Linked DNA regions of Zea mays: region 2 is linked to region 1. Evidence: chromatin contacts called from public Hi-C data. All regions are on one chromosome and are shown on one strand. The core of a region is the stretch at or near the end of the contact, and the rest is flanking DNA. Distances in the headings are between cores, read along the strand shown.

The links. Hi-C and Micro-C count contacts between places; a contact is called where the count stands out from the background.
Region 2: a Hi-C map of ear shows a contact between it and region 1, with 1.8 times the contacts expected there. The contact joins the enhancer-like site here to the promoter of LOC100304257 in region 1. A contact is called at or near these places in 2 of 25 Hi-C or Micro-C datasets (ear and leaf).

Annotation. Positions count from the first base shown.
Region 1 is chr4:23,364,689-23,372,161 of Zm-B73-REFERENCE-NAM-5.0, reverse strand. LOC100304257 reads left to right here and starts at 2,962. Exons shown (of 8, transcript NM_001165700.1): 1 at 2,962-3,389; 2 at 4,507-4,669; 3 at 4,962-5,162; 4 at 5,601-5,843; 5 at 6,314-6,461; 6 at 6,589-6,654. The coding sequence starts at 3,020. LOC100192602 (mtN3-like protein) reads left to right here. Exons shown (of 6, transcript NM_001137817.1): 6 at 775-1,359. The coding sequence ends at 1,074.
Region 2 is chr4:23,464,627-23,472,099 of Zm-B73-REFERENCE-NAM-5.0, reverse strand. No RefSeq gene overlaps it. Among protein-coding and RNA genes, the nearest start is that of LOC103652944, 28 kb to the right of the region's middle. Within about 2 kb of position 4,344, at least 9 of the 20 cell types and tissues checked have an H3K27ac peak or open chromatin away from gene starts, as enhancers often do. A contact at or near this core is called in ear and leaf, where this site is marked.

The DNA.
Region 1 (7,473 bases), core at 1,713-4,212:
GCTTTCATTTCGGCATGTAAAAGAGCCGCGAGATAACTTGACTCGATCAGAGGCGGATCCAGAGGGGGGGCAAAGTGGGCCATGGCCCCCCCTCAATTTTGTACACTCTTTTATACCTAATAATTATTTAGTATTAAGTGTGGGAAAAATCAAAATTTTAGATAGTATAAAGTCTTGTTCTAAATCTCTAAAACTAATAGCTAGTTGCTAAAATTAGCCGAGAGGTTTAGAATGGATCAACTAATTGTTAGCTATACTCCTCAAATAAGTATTAATTGTTAGATATCCCAACCCAGCTAAAACCAGTTAACAGTTAGCTCTAGAGGTTTAGAACATGACCTAAAACAATCATATTATGAGCCTGCTCGCCGAATCCTCTCGGTTCAGTCCTTGCACCTACCAGTCTAACTCTAATCTTCCCGACACCACCTAAATCAGTCTGCTCGCTGCCCTGTTTACGCCGCCGACCCATTCCCGATGCGACGCCACCGGACTTCGCCCCTTCCTAGCGCCTCCGTCACTTGTCCTGTTTTTCTCGTGACGTCGATCCGCTCGACAAGCTAGATCTCGCTCGTCGCAACGATATGACTTATCTCATGCGGTCAGTGGACTTAGCGAATTAGAAAATCATAGCTCCCATGTGGTTTTTTTTTGGCCCCCCCTAAATTTTCGTTCTGCGTCCGCCACTGGACTCGATCGTCCCCTTTCTCCAGCGAAACAGATCGATCGATCAGCAACTGACAGCTCTTTCTATTTTGTTTGCGTCCTCATCAGCTGCCAAACGTCATCGGCTTCAGCTTCGGCGTGGTCCAGATGGGTCTCTACGCGCTCTACCGCAACGCGACGCCCAGGGTGCCTGCCAAGGACGTGGCCGACGACGCCAGCAAGGACAAGGCGCCCGGCGAACATGTGGTGGTCACCATTGCCAAGCTGACCGCGGCGACGACGGCACCTGCAGCTGCCGTGGCGGAGGATCTTGTCAAGGTCCACGACGGCCACCCGGAGGAAGCAGCCAAGGGCGCCGCCAAGCCGGCGGAGAACGGCGCGGGACGCAGCGACGCCGAGCAAGTCTAGATTCCTCGCTCGATCAGATCAGAATTCATGAAGAAGAACATGCGTATGTATGTGTATCCGGTAGGTCGTAACATAACATAAATTAAGTGCGCATGCAGTTTGGCAACTCATGTTGTTTCATTTCGTTCTCGCGCAATATGCGCATGTATTAATTTTAGATTGTCATTGTTGTAGTTCTTGCCTCCGATTATTATTAGTGTGTCCGTCACCTTCCATGTAATAACAAAAAAAATATATATAAATGGTCCTATTAAAGCAAAAGCTAAAGTTCGTTTTTATGCCAAAGTGCTTCGTCTGTCATTTGGAGCCGAGTCTCATTAATTATGTTATGTTGTATATCTAGTATATCACACGCGTAAGTTTCATTTTTTTTACCGTGTGCCTGATCATAAGACATCTGACACCTTTTTGAAACTTTTAAAAGATCTATGATTTGAAACCCTATGTGTGGACCTCCGTACACTTTCACAGTTTAGGGATGATAATGATTAGACCGGTCTAAGTGCAAGTTTTATTTCTATTTAATGAGTTGTCTCAAGAACCTTTTTGATGAAGTGAAAACGTTTTTTTAAAAAAGAGAACAAGTGAGTGTCATGGAGATCAAACTGTCTTAGCTAGCACAATTATTATCGACTATATATGGGTCATGGAATTATATATCTACAAATTCTAAAATGAAACTTTTCATTAAAAAAGAGTGTTTCGTTTATTTTTTCATTTTGTTATAGATAGCATGGCAGTTTTAAAAGATCATGCTAGAAAACTCTCTACTAGACAGCCTTATTAGGAGCAACGTCCCTTTTCGCCTTTTGTGCATTTCTTTCGGGCCAAAACTCCAAACTGCCGTGGGCTTTCCCAGGTTAGACAATGGGCCTGTTTGGTTCAGCTTTTTTCTGACCAGCTTTTCTGAAAATCTGGCTGTGAGGAGAATCTGGCTGTGGGGAGAATCTGAGTATCATTACGATTACGTGTGGAAGAAGATGAAGTTGTTCATAGGACTCAGGATCTACAAAGTGATGGATTCCTACTATTACAACGACTTAACCGATTATGTGTTTATATTGATTTTGGATGGTTTTTGTCCCAACGAATTTTATAGAAGCTGGCTGAAAAGCTGAGCGTTTGGCAGTCCGCAGCAGTTTTTAGTGGCCAGAAGCTGCTAGAATCCGAAACAAACAGGGCCATTATATGTCGCTCATCCACTCCAACCCTTAACTCCTTATACATTCAAACAAGTCTTTAGGACTAGTTTAGAAAATCAAATCATAATAAAATCCTTGTTATAGCATCCCCAAAAGCTTACCATAAGTCTCTTCTAAATAAAGTTTTTTGGAAAAAATACAAAAACGTATATCCAACAGTTCCCCTAAAACGTTCCAAACTTTTTTCATAGCTCTTAAAACTTCCTCATTTGTAGCTACAAATGAGAGGTTTTTTGGGCTCCCCAGAAACAATATGCCACTTTAAGGGATCTGTTGGAGAGAGAATTAAAATCTACCCTCACTAATTTTTTAGATGCCGGTTAAAACGGATTTTGAAGAGTCATTTTCTAGAGAGCTTTTTGTGATACTCTTATTACTCAGGGTAGCAATCCCAAAAATGCAGGGCTAGTTTAGAAACTTAAATCATTTCTAGGATTCCCGGATCAAAGAAAAAAATATATTTATATATTTACATTTTAAATGATATATTAAATAAAACTAAAATATGTATGTAACTATTTAAATTTAATGGTTATGACAGATACATACGCATAGCAATTTATTCCTCTCCTCTATATATTTTCAAAAACATAAAAAAGAAAAAAAATCAACACCGGACCAATGCGCGCTCGCTCCAGCACAGTATTGCGGCAGTATTGCAGTCCAGAACAGGGCACCGCCGCACCGGTGCTCGTTCCAGCCCAGGAGGCCAGTACCGCAGTCCCGCGCAGCCGGCCATTCCCATGCCGCCGGCACCCATGAGATGGCGGCGCGGGGGCCGCTCGTCATCGCGTCTCCTTCAGCGAGCCCTCCTCTTGGCCGCCTTCTCCGCTGCGGCCCTCATCCTCCTCGTACTCCAGCACCACCACGGTCCTAAACGCCCAAACCCTTCCGCCGCGTCCCACGCCCGCGACTCCTCAGACGAGCTCCTCGACGACTCGCCTCCCGCGGAGCGGGATCCGGATGCCAGTGACCCTGCGGTAGTTGTTGACAGGGCCACGTGCGCAACGGTGGAGATGATGGGGGAGGAGGCCGCTGGTGCTGGGCGGGGCTCTCCGGAGCAGGCCAGCCTGCGGGTCCGCGAGATGATCCGGCGCCACTTCGAGCTCCACGGTGCGTTCCGGTCACGAAGAGGATGTCTCCTCGATTTTGATCTCTGTTTTTATTCCCCTGTAAATGCTCCATGGTTTGTTAGCCATGCTATGTATATGTGAATTAGAATATTTTTTTGGACCAATATGTGGATTAGAATATGATCCATAAACCGGCTAGTTTGATGGCATACGCTATCAACACAGGGCTTATTTTGTTATAAGGGCTAATGACTATAGCTAACTATACATTAGCCCAAATTAGCTCTAGTGCATCCAAACATGAGGGCTAAATGGCTAATAGGCGAGCTAATTTGTTAGACAAGTGTTCAACTAATTGTTAGCCATCTAGATAGCTAACCTGGTCTATTTTGAGCTATTTTTTAGCCTAACTAGTAACTGGCTCTAGCTCATCCAAACACTCCATTTAGGAATGAATTGGGGACTAGCCTGAAAAGCGCCTGATAGGTTGGCAATTCACATTAGTTGATTGCCCCTTATGAACTTCTCAAGTTTTTATGTTGCTGGCGGTGGCAGAAATTGACATTGCTCGAAGTATGTTCTCATAACTACTTGCTGCCATCATTCGCCCCACTACATGTGGTTGTTTCTAGCAAATCACATTAGGATTGTGTATTTGTGTATTACAGAACCTTGAACCAAACTGAATTTTGGTACATATCCACTGTCATTCTTCTACATTATGCACCAGTATATCCATTTGTAACTGCAGTGTCTACATAGGTTCTTTATTACTCATTGGGCTTCCTGTCACAATATAGTGTTGCTGTGAACATCAACAACTAATAAACAGAACAATCAGTATATGATTTTTTTTATACAAAATTGAAAGTTGGCCGCCTATCTTCTACCACTGTTTATTGAATTGTTTGAAGCATTGGTTTACTTGATTCAACAAAATTTCTATTCACATGATACAAACTTGTTCAGGAGAGAGACACAAATTAAAAGCTATCATGTTTGTGGCCCATCACATGCTTACGAAGTGTAAATTAACATGTGCATCACATAGTTCAGTCATAAGTCAACTGTGATGTATCCAATAGATTTGCATGGAGAATTGCACTTTGTAGTTATGCACAGGAGCCCAACGTTTACATCTTCAATTAACTTGCCAGGAGCAGAAAGAGTGAGAATGCTTCCTGCCCATGAATTCTGCAAACAAGGATTTGTGTTGGGGAAAGCATCTGAAGCTGGATTTGGCAATGAAATGTACAAGATCTTAACAGCGGGAGCCTTGAGTGTCATGTTAAACCGATCTTTGATCATCGGGCAAACAAGGCATATGGATTTACACTCTGCTACTTTTCATGTGTATCTTTGATTTGACTATTATGCGATTGGTCGGAAGCATTGAGTTCTATGAATTTGCTTCTTTTCCTGTTGTTGTTGCCAAACATTCTTCAAACTTTATGTTGCTTATATATTGTTAATTTTTACAGGATGTTTAATTGTGAATTGTTGCGTATTATCATGGCTGTGAACCCCTGATAAATAGATTCTGTAGTTCAATAGCAGTGGTGATTAATATTCATTATCCACTTACAAATTTTTGTTCTTCTCTAACAAACAGGGGACTGTATCCTTTTGGGGAGTACATTTCTTATACCAACCAGTCATTCACTATTCATGAAATCAAACATTTGTGGAGGAAGCATCGCTGTGCTAGGACATATGGTAGAGATCTGAATATCAGAGTGGATATTTTTGAAAATCCAACTGAGACGAATGTTCTGTGTAGTGACTGGAATAGCTGGAAGGATTCAATTATCTGGTTAGTATTACAGTTACAGCCTAGAATAAGTTTTACGTTTTACAATATTTCTCTTGGCATGACCTGCATATGTTATTGATTGGAAGAAGGGCAGAAAATAATAATGGTGATAACTTTCCTAATTTACTCCAGAGGCACACTAGATGATGAAGATATCTGACACATCTTGCACTTACACAAGGCTTAGTGTTTAGAGAACAAGTTCGCGAAGGTTAAATTTTTATTTCTTAAGCCTTAGGTGACCACTAAGCAGTCATTTCTGTTAGTGTGCATTTCTTATGTAACTAATCATTTGTTGTAGTACATTTATTCTTTCTTGTTTATTCAGTTCTTTACACATTAGTAGTTCATTTGCTTTCTTTTCTTGAGCCCTTAGTTTTCATACAAAAGCCATGTGTAAAAAGCATGCTGAATGGTGCTACTTATTCACGATTCTAGGTTTGATGGCGCAACAGATGCAGTTGGGATTCAGTTCTTTCTGAAGAATGTTCATCCTAGAATGAAGGCTGCCGCGTCGGCTCTTTTTGGATTGCCAGACTCATTGTACGCCAGGCCTAATACATTTGGTGAACTTATGCGAGCTATTATATCTCCATCCAGCAAAGTCCAAGAAGCAGTTGACTGGGCTTTGAAGGGTGTGAATCCAGATATTGTTTTGCACATGCGCATGATGGCGAATAGGTATGGCGCACTATTTGTGGATGCTTGTGTAAATTGAAGTAATTATATAGATTGTCCCATCAGTTCAAAAAGGAAAACTGCAGTGTAGTAGAATATTGACATCATGCAATTTCACTTGCCTACTTATCTCGTTCATCAGTAGTCACTGAAAATGCTTCTTTGTAGCTGAAATTGTTAATGTAACCCAAGATAGCTTTGCATATTTCTTTTATTTCCGTAATATAATCTTCAAACTTAAGTTTGAAACAGTAATAGTCAATTTCAAATTTTCAATATTTACTCAATATCTTTCATTTTCAGAATGTCCACCACATGTATCATGCAAATAATCTGTTAGCAGCACTCAGTGTTGTGCAAAGGCGAGCTAAAGAGCTAATTAGTAATGAGGCGATAGTTGGCTAACACACCTACATTTTAGAATACATCATATGTTTTGAACAGTTGAAGGTTAACTCCTATTATTACTCTAGGCCAGTCCGAGCAAGAAAAGCTGCAGTTCTTTGTATCAAGAAAGCCCTACAGTTTAGCCATATTAAGGGTACAGCTCTGGTGGCCTTGGTCTCAGACACACCAGCATTTGTGAAGGAGATAAAGTCAGACATCAGTGAGTTTGCAGAGGTTAGCTGCTAGGTTGAATTGAATACTACAGGGTGAACTTAGCATTGTATTTCAAGCACTATGGAGACTGATTATGTATTTCTTGAAATATTAGGAAGTTGGATGTTGATTCTGCAATTGTTTTCAGGTACTTAATTTTGATTACAAATTGTTTGCCAAGACTTCTAGTCTGGAGATTGTTGGAAATGATAAGGTATTATTCACTTTTCACTCTCATCATCTCATGGCCCTTTCTTAGTTCTGACCCTTGTTGGAATCTGTCATGGGCATAATAGGGTGCGAGAGGCAACAACCAGGCTGGGATAAGGCTAGAGAATAAGATTGAGATGAGCTGGGATAAGGTTAGAGAATAAGATTGAAATGAGAGAATTGTGGAGAGTTGGTTAGCATCAGATAAGTCCAAGAAAGTAGGAGTTAGTTGAGAGTTTGTAGGAGAAGTTGGTTAGCCATAGGGCTATTTATAAGCCGCATGACAGCAGGGAATAAATCAAGCAAGATCATTATCAAACCAATCTCTCAATCTCTCTCTCTTGCAATGACCCTCTCAAGCGCCTAGAGCTGCTACCCTAGAACCAAGCCTGCGGCAGAGGGGTATAACCTCGCCGGAGAAGACAGCTATCCCTATGGACCGAAGGTCCATAACACCTGGTATCAGCTCCAGGTTATCCTCACCACCACCAGCCGCCCATCCCTCACCACCACCAGTCGCCGCGCCATCAGCCACCGCAACGCCCTCCCACCCGCCCTCTCCAACTCCAGATGCATTCACTCGGCTCGAAGAGAGTTTTGGCCGTCTCGAAGAGAAGTGGGATCAGTTCGTTGTGATGTTCCACCGCTACAAGGAGAAGACAGAGAAGGAACTCCAAGCAGCGGTGCGGCTTCAGGCGGCAGCGCGAGGGTTCCTGGCACGCCGCCAGGTACAGTCCCTTCGTGGGGAGAAGCACCTTGCTGTGGCCTCCAGGGCCACCCCATGGTCGTCATCACATGAGCAGGCCGTGGTGCGCCTGCAAGC
Region 2 (7,473 bases), core at 3,095-5,594, 99 kb before region 1:
CCCTGGGTACGTTCGATACATAACCAAGGCTCGGGCTACGCTCCCGAGGTACCCTAGGACATTTTCGAGACCAACGGGAACGATCTTGTAATGGAATCCCACCAGAGGGAGGCATCGAGCCCTCGGACCCCGTCAAAAGGGGACCGGGTCCGGCAAATCACCCGCAGGTACTTTTGGAGCGTGCCTCCGGGCCACTAGCCGACCCCTAACGAATGGGGCACGGGCGTCCACTCGGATTACCCGTTAGCAACTCACTGGAGACACCATGTTCGGCGCCCTCCGAGGGCAACATGGCGCTTTCCCCCCTCCTCCTTGCGGAAAGGCGACGCAGAGGCGTATGTAAAAAAGTCGAGTCTGTCCTTGACCGTCCTCTCGCTCTGTGCAGAGGCTCGGGGGCTGCTCTCGCAAACCCGGCTCCGGTCAAACCGTTGACAGCATCAACATACCAGCCCGAGAACTTGGGACTCGACTATGCACCCGGGCTACGGCCAGTTCGCATGAGGGAACAACCAGACCGGCCGAAGCATCACGAAACGCGCTAAGACCTCGAAGGAGTCAAATCACTCCTCCGAGGCCTCGGGGGCTACACCCGGCGGGTGCGCTCGCGCGCACCCACCAGAACGAAACGTAACCGAGAAAGGCCGGTCCCCTTGCAAAAAAGTGCGACAAAAGCCTCCAAGCGAGTATCACCACTCCCTTCGAGGCTCGGGGGCTACTGTCGGGGACCATAATTAGGGGTACCCCCAAGACTCCTAATCTCAGCTGGTAACCCCCATCAGCACAAAGCTGTAAAGGCTTGATGGGTGCGATTAAGTCAAGGCTCGGTCCACTCAAGGGACACGATCTCGCCTCGCCCGAGCCCAGCCTCGGGCAAGCGCAGCCGACCCCGGAGGATTCACGTCTCGCCTGAGGGCCCCCTCAAGCAACGGACACACCTTCGGCTCGCCCAAGGCCCAGTCTTCGCCGAGAAGCAACCTTGGCCAGATCGCCACACCGACCGACCGTATCGCAGGAGCATTTAATGCAGGGATGGCCTGACACCTTATCCTGACGCGCGCCCTTCAGTCGACAGAGCCGAAGTGACCGCAGTCACTTCGCCGCTCCACTGATCGGCCTGACAAGAAGATAGTGCCGCCTGCGTCACTCCGACTGCTGTGCCACTCGACAGAGTGAGGCTGACAGCAGCCAAGTCCGGCCTCGGGCGCCATAGGAAGCTCCGCCTCGCTCGACCCCAGGGCTCGGCCCCCGTCTCGGCCTCGGACGACGAACTCCGCCTCGCCTGACCCTAGGGCTCGGAATCAGCTCCGGAAGACGACGAACTCTGCCTCGCTCGACCCCAGGGCTCGGACTCAGCCTCGGCTCCGGAAGATGACGAACTCCGCCTCGCCCGACCCCAGGGCTCGGACTCAGCCTTGGCTCCGGAAGACGACGAATTCCGCCTCGCCCGACCCCGGGGCTCGGACTCAGCCTTGGCCTCAGACGATGGTCTCCGCCTCGCCCGACCCGGGGCTCGGACTCGACCTCGACCTCGGAAGACAGACTCGACCTCAACCTCGGAGGAGCCTCCGCCTCGCCCGACCCAGGGCTCGGACCGACCACGTCACAGGGGGGCCATCATTACCCTACCCCTAGCTAGCTCAGGCTACGGGGAACAAGACCGGCGTCCCATCTGGCTCGCCCCGGTAAACAAATAATGATGGCGCCCCGCGTGCTCCATGACGATGGTGGCTCTCAGCCCCTTACGGAAGCAAGGAGACGTCAGCAAGGACTCGACAGCCCCGGCAGCTGTCCTTCCGCAAGGCTCCAGCGCTCCTCCGACGGCCACGACATCACATGAACAGGGTGCCAAAACCTCTCCGGCTGCCACGACGGCATGTACTTAGGGCGCTAGTTCCTCTCTGCTAGACACGTTAGCACACTGCTACATCTCCTATTGTACACCTGGGCCCTCTCCTTGCGCCTATAAAAGGAAGGTCCAGGGCTCTCGTACTTGAAGGTTGGCCGCGCGGGAGAACGGGACGGCGCGTATAAGCCTCTCGCTCCCTCCCATGCGGACGCTTGTAACCCCCTACTGCAAGCGCACCCGACCTGGGCGCAGGACAACACGAAGGCCGCGGGTTTCCCCTTTTGCCTGTCTCCTTCTTTCCCCCCTTCGTGCTCCGTCTCGCGCCGACCCATCTGGGCTGGGACACGCGGCAACAATTTACTCGTCGGTCCAGGGACCCCCCCGGGGTCGAAACGCCGACATAATCATACTTCTCTAAAATCTTCAAGAAGTCATTATACGCATCCTTTTCCATTCTCAGTGAGTCGAAGACCACGACTTTACCATGCTTTGGAAAGATCATGATACAAATGTAGTGGTCACTATATAGACATAGACGAAAACACATGTTAAGATCACGATTGTCATAATTTGTAGTTCAAAACCATGTCGAGAACTTACTTAAAGTGGTGCGGAGCTATTATTAAGTCCTTACCATGTTGTACATGATTATACATGGCTCGTCCAATGTATGTCGCCATTACCTTCATTTTCTTTCTCTGATTTTGTTTGACGGCTTTCTCAAATTCATCATCATCCAAGTCTTTGTATTCTTCTCCATGTCTCCGAACAACTTCTTTGTAGCGAGCTTGGGATATCATCAACGGGTCAAGAAACCCTGTCTTAAGTTGTTTCTTCTTATCATCCATGTATTGCATCCTACGTGTAAAAAGTGTTAATCGTTAGACTCTCGTTTATGTGTGCGTGTACAAAACTAACAAATATGAAAGTTTAGAGGTACTTACAAGCAAAAGAGGGTTAAGTAGTTGGTTTCCATCCTTTGTCAGTGGTACAACGATCAGAGATCGTCAAAGAATAAATGCCGCACAGGATCTATATTATCTTTGCTCCAAAATGCATCTTCTGGCACAACAAATGTGAAGTCATCGAGTTTGTATTTGTTGCTAGCCACCATGTACCACTCATGCATTCTAATCTCCGGAGTCGACAACTTAGAAAGTTGCACCGTCGTCAAGAACGGCCTCCCATTCACAAAGTTATGAGGAACAACCTCCTTCTTGTATATCGGGATATTGATTTTAAGACGTAATGATTCTCGAGTATGAATCATTCCATATTCTTCCCATACTTGGAAATTGTCTATTTGGGACAGTGTGCGTACTCCACGAGATGCTGATTCCGCTTTTGATTGATTTATCATAACTCTCTGCAATTTTTGCAGGTAGCGTGTCACTGATTCTGACGGTTTCTTGACATTGTCAGTGACGATTCGCTGATGAATTTTCTTTGAAGTAGTTGGCCCTTCAACATTGGTGTCAACCTTTGCTTCCTTTTTGATGTTTGCGTCGACATTTTGAGGAACAATTTTGTCTACGTCCCCCTCGTCGAGTTCCTTCGCAAGAGGTGATATGATTGTTTCAACGATTTTTGTGGAGGTCGGTGCTATATTTTCCTGCACCATGGGGTATGGAATGATCGAACTATCTTTCTGTTGCATTGGTGTTGAATTCGGTGTTGGTGACTTATGACGCGATACACGGCTTAAGATCGGCTCATCACCCAACTTGATGTCGCGTCGATGCCAAAGGACCAACTCGTTCATTGCCTCCTGCAAGGTTATGATCCCCTCAACTGAAAAGTCTATCTCCCAATCTTCACAACCACTGTCTGTGATCTCTAGAACTTGGACCACAGCATAGTGTGGCGGGATATTTATGTGCTTGTGTTTTAGTATGTCAGTATGTAGAAGAAATTTTGTCGAAATTTCTAATTTTTATCTTAAAATTACTGTAATACTAACATATAAGCCTTTAAATAAACTCGGTTGAGGAGAGAAAGAACGTCCTCTCGGTTTTATATTAAGAAGGGACTGAAATATGCTTCTCCAAGAAAATCACCGCGAACCTGATCTCCTATCATTAGCGGGATGTTACTGTTCACTTTGCAATGGTCCAGCCAGAGGGTAGTACGTAGGACGTAACCTGGAACGGGCGGATCCGAAGCACAACGAGAGATTTTTTTAACTAAACCTAAAATTTGTCTCCAAATAAATCAAACTCAGGATGTGAAGGTGCTACTCAGAAACTTTAATTCGCGGGTAAACAGTTGTCGGGAAAAGTCTGCTCGCTCCGTCCTCCGAAGAGTACCATGAGAAAAACAAAGATAACACACGTGCGGAACAAAGAAGTTAGCAGGTTTTTTTTGGATAACTAATATTAGTAGATTCAGTGACTAGTGATTTTATTTGTTTAAGAATAGAAACTAGTGAACAGTTCCTGATGCAAAGCCACAAAGTTCAGTTGGGCCTCTGTTCGGCCGTGGGCAGCTTCGCTCGCGGGCCAAGCCTGGTGGGCCTTGCGGCTAAGCATCCCTGTCCTTTTACTTCAATTTTCCTTTTGATCAACTTTGTGCAGTTTTGTTAGTTCAATATAAAAAAATTAAAATGATGTCAAAAAATTACAAAATAAACTTTATTTGCACCAACACGAGTAAATAAGAAGTAGATGTGTCTAATCATGTTGTGTTTAATAAATAACTGTAGTAGCACAGGTTAAAGCTGGTCGGGTCTTAATTTCTTTTGGAGGGTAGTTACATGATGAATTAATAAATTTTTGAAACCAGATTTGTGATGCTACACAGAATTATAATCTCGAGGAGGAGAAAAATGATGTTATTTGGACATTTGATAAAAACAATAAATTCTAAGCCCAATCCTTACATAGTGCTCTAATTGATTCTAACTTTTCACTTTATTTTAACCAAAAGGCTCAAAAAGTTTTGAGTTGAAAAGAAGACATGCTCCTTTTTTTTTAGCTCGCTCAGTTGCTCGCGCTGTGGTGTACGTAACTTCGTATCATGTTGGGCTTGGATGTTTTCTCTCGGTCCATATAGGAGGTAACAAGCTGGTTGTTAGGCAAAATATGAGGGACAAAAACAGATCTACTCAACACACTTCGCGGATGACACAAAACATAAAATTCGTGTTTTAAAGGAATAGAGATTAGTTAAAGACTAATGCAGATTTTCTATTTTATAAATGTACTATAGAGTTACACGTTTGGGGCTCCAAAAGATTTGGGGGCCTATTCCTTCGAACACCCTGCACGCCCTCTCGCCCGGGCCGGGCCTGTGTGAATTGAGTGTATTCATTATGATTCAAACTTAATATGAAAATGTTCAAAAAAAATTGTGCCACCTAAACCTATAGGAAGACCATTTTGCCACAAGCTGGTGCAGGTAGCGAATGATGCATCACGTAGTCGAATTGTCTTTATGTTAGTCATAAGTCATAACATGTAAGAGGGTTTGGAAGCAAAATGTTTTTAGAGTTTTAAGTTAAAATCATAGTATCAGAGAATACTACTGCATTTTTTGCCTGTTTGTACCTTGTGAAAAACTCTGTTTTGAAATACTTTGCCTTTAAACATACCCTAAACAATTGTGTCGCCGACCTTTCATGTGGTGCCATGTCATGGCATATATAAGACCAAAATGCGCCAAATCACCTAATACCTCGTCCACCTTTTGTTCCAAGGTGCTAGCAGAAATAGCACCATCATATCATCAATCCATTAGGCAACAGGGATATGAAAATTTTTATTTTTCAAAAATAAACTACCTGGCTTGTAAATTGTAGTGTTGTGCAGTTCATTTCATAGAGTATATATCAAACATAAGAAGCATAAAAGAAAATATTTTTAACCAATACAAATAGGCACATCACTTTTTCACTATATAATGTTCAGTGTTTAATCCCTTTGGAAGTACAATTGCCATCCAACATATATTGTGTCTCAAATATGTTCAAGTAATATGAAAAAGTACTGTTCTGAGAATATATTATTAACATATGATGCATGCATGCATCACGGGACACTAACTATGAAGATAAGAGTGTCGTCTCAAGATATGACAGAAAAATTACATCATAAAAATGGTGTGGATAGATATCCTAAAATTTTGCAAGAAAACAGCCTAAAGGTAACCTTGCCCAACAAGATAATTTTGGTTGCAAAAGCTCATAGATCACAGATCTCCCGCGCACAATACTAGGACCCCAGTAGTACCTCTCATGTATGCTCTTTTTAGATTTTTTAGCTATTGGAGTGCACTTTTAATGCAGCGTTAGGGGTAATGGAGTGGGATCATAATTCAACTAGTTGCTATCAAATTGAAGACCTTTAATATGATAATTTGCTAAAATGATTGGAACATAGATATAAGATATATGAGACCCAAGGCAACTGGGACTATATCACAGGAACAATTAAATCTATCTTTTTTGCTCATCCTACAGCATCCTTAGACACAACAATTAAATACTCTCTCTGCTGTCCTATTATTTGTCGTTTACGACAATGACACGATCTCTAAAATATAGCTTTGACCATGTTTTTTGTTAAAATACCAATAAACTCTTAATACATCTCTACTTTTATAAAAGTACTTTTTAAGACAAATCAATGCTTTTAAATATTAGGTTTCAAAACTAAATAACAAAACAATTATTTGTAGTAATTTTTTTAAGTTTAACTCAAACCTCGTCCGATCGTCGGTTACTTAGACACAGTTTGGTTTAGAACCTTTTCTTCTACATGTATTAGAGAGACTTTGTTAAGGTAGTAGTATATATAGGTTCTGTTTGTTTTAGCTTTTTCAGCTTCTAGGCACCAGAAGCTACTGCAGACTGCAAACACACCCAGCTTTTCGGACCGCTTCTACGAAAATCACTTTAGTCAAAACCATCTAAAATCAACGTGAACATAATATCGACCGAGTCTTTATGATAGTAGAAAACCGTCACTTTCTATATCTTAAACCCTATAGACTCTTTTATCTTACTCCGCACATAATCTCCATGATCCTCAGAATCTCTCCACAGTCAGATTTTCCCACAGCCAGATTCTCCTAAAAGCTGCTCAGAAAAAACTGAACCAAACAGACCCTGTACATGTTTTCAGAGGAAATGTATACAATTCTTTGAAATCGACACGAAAATAAAACGTGTTGATAGCCAAGTAAAAACAACCTTTGAACTATGGTAGCTATTATAAGGCCATTCTCAATGGATGATTCCATCACACTGTTTTCAAGGCTGTCATGTCAATATTTATCTAGAAAACGCTGTATCCAGAGTTTTATTCCCATGAAACTCTCTCATATCCATGAAACTCTCTCAGATCTCTCTTCATTAAATTGCATGCCAACTCATCTTGTTTGCTTATGTGTCATGTTATTTAATGAGAATGAAACTTCCACTAAAAATAGCCTAAGTAGCATGGCCCAAATGGGGCTGTATGTAGGACCGGGTGACTGTGATACGCTTATCTGAGATGGGTGAAAGCCACAGTGCAAGCATCCGCAAAACCCGCCAAGGCCTTGTTTGGATTCTCTCGTATTCACCTCAATCGACATGTATTGAGGTGGATTGGGGTGTAAATTAAAGTAATTTACACTCTAATCGACCT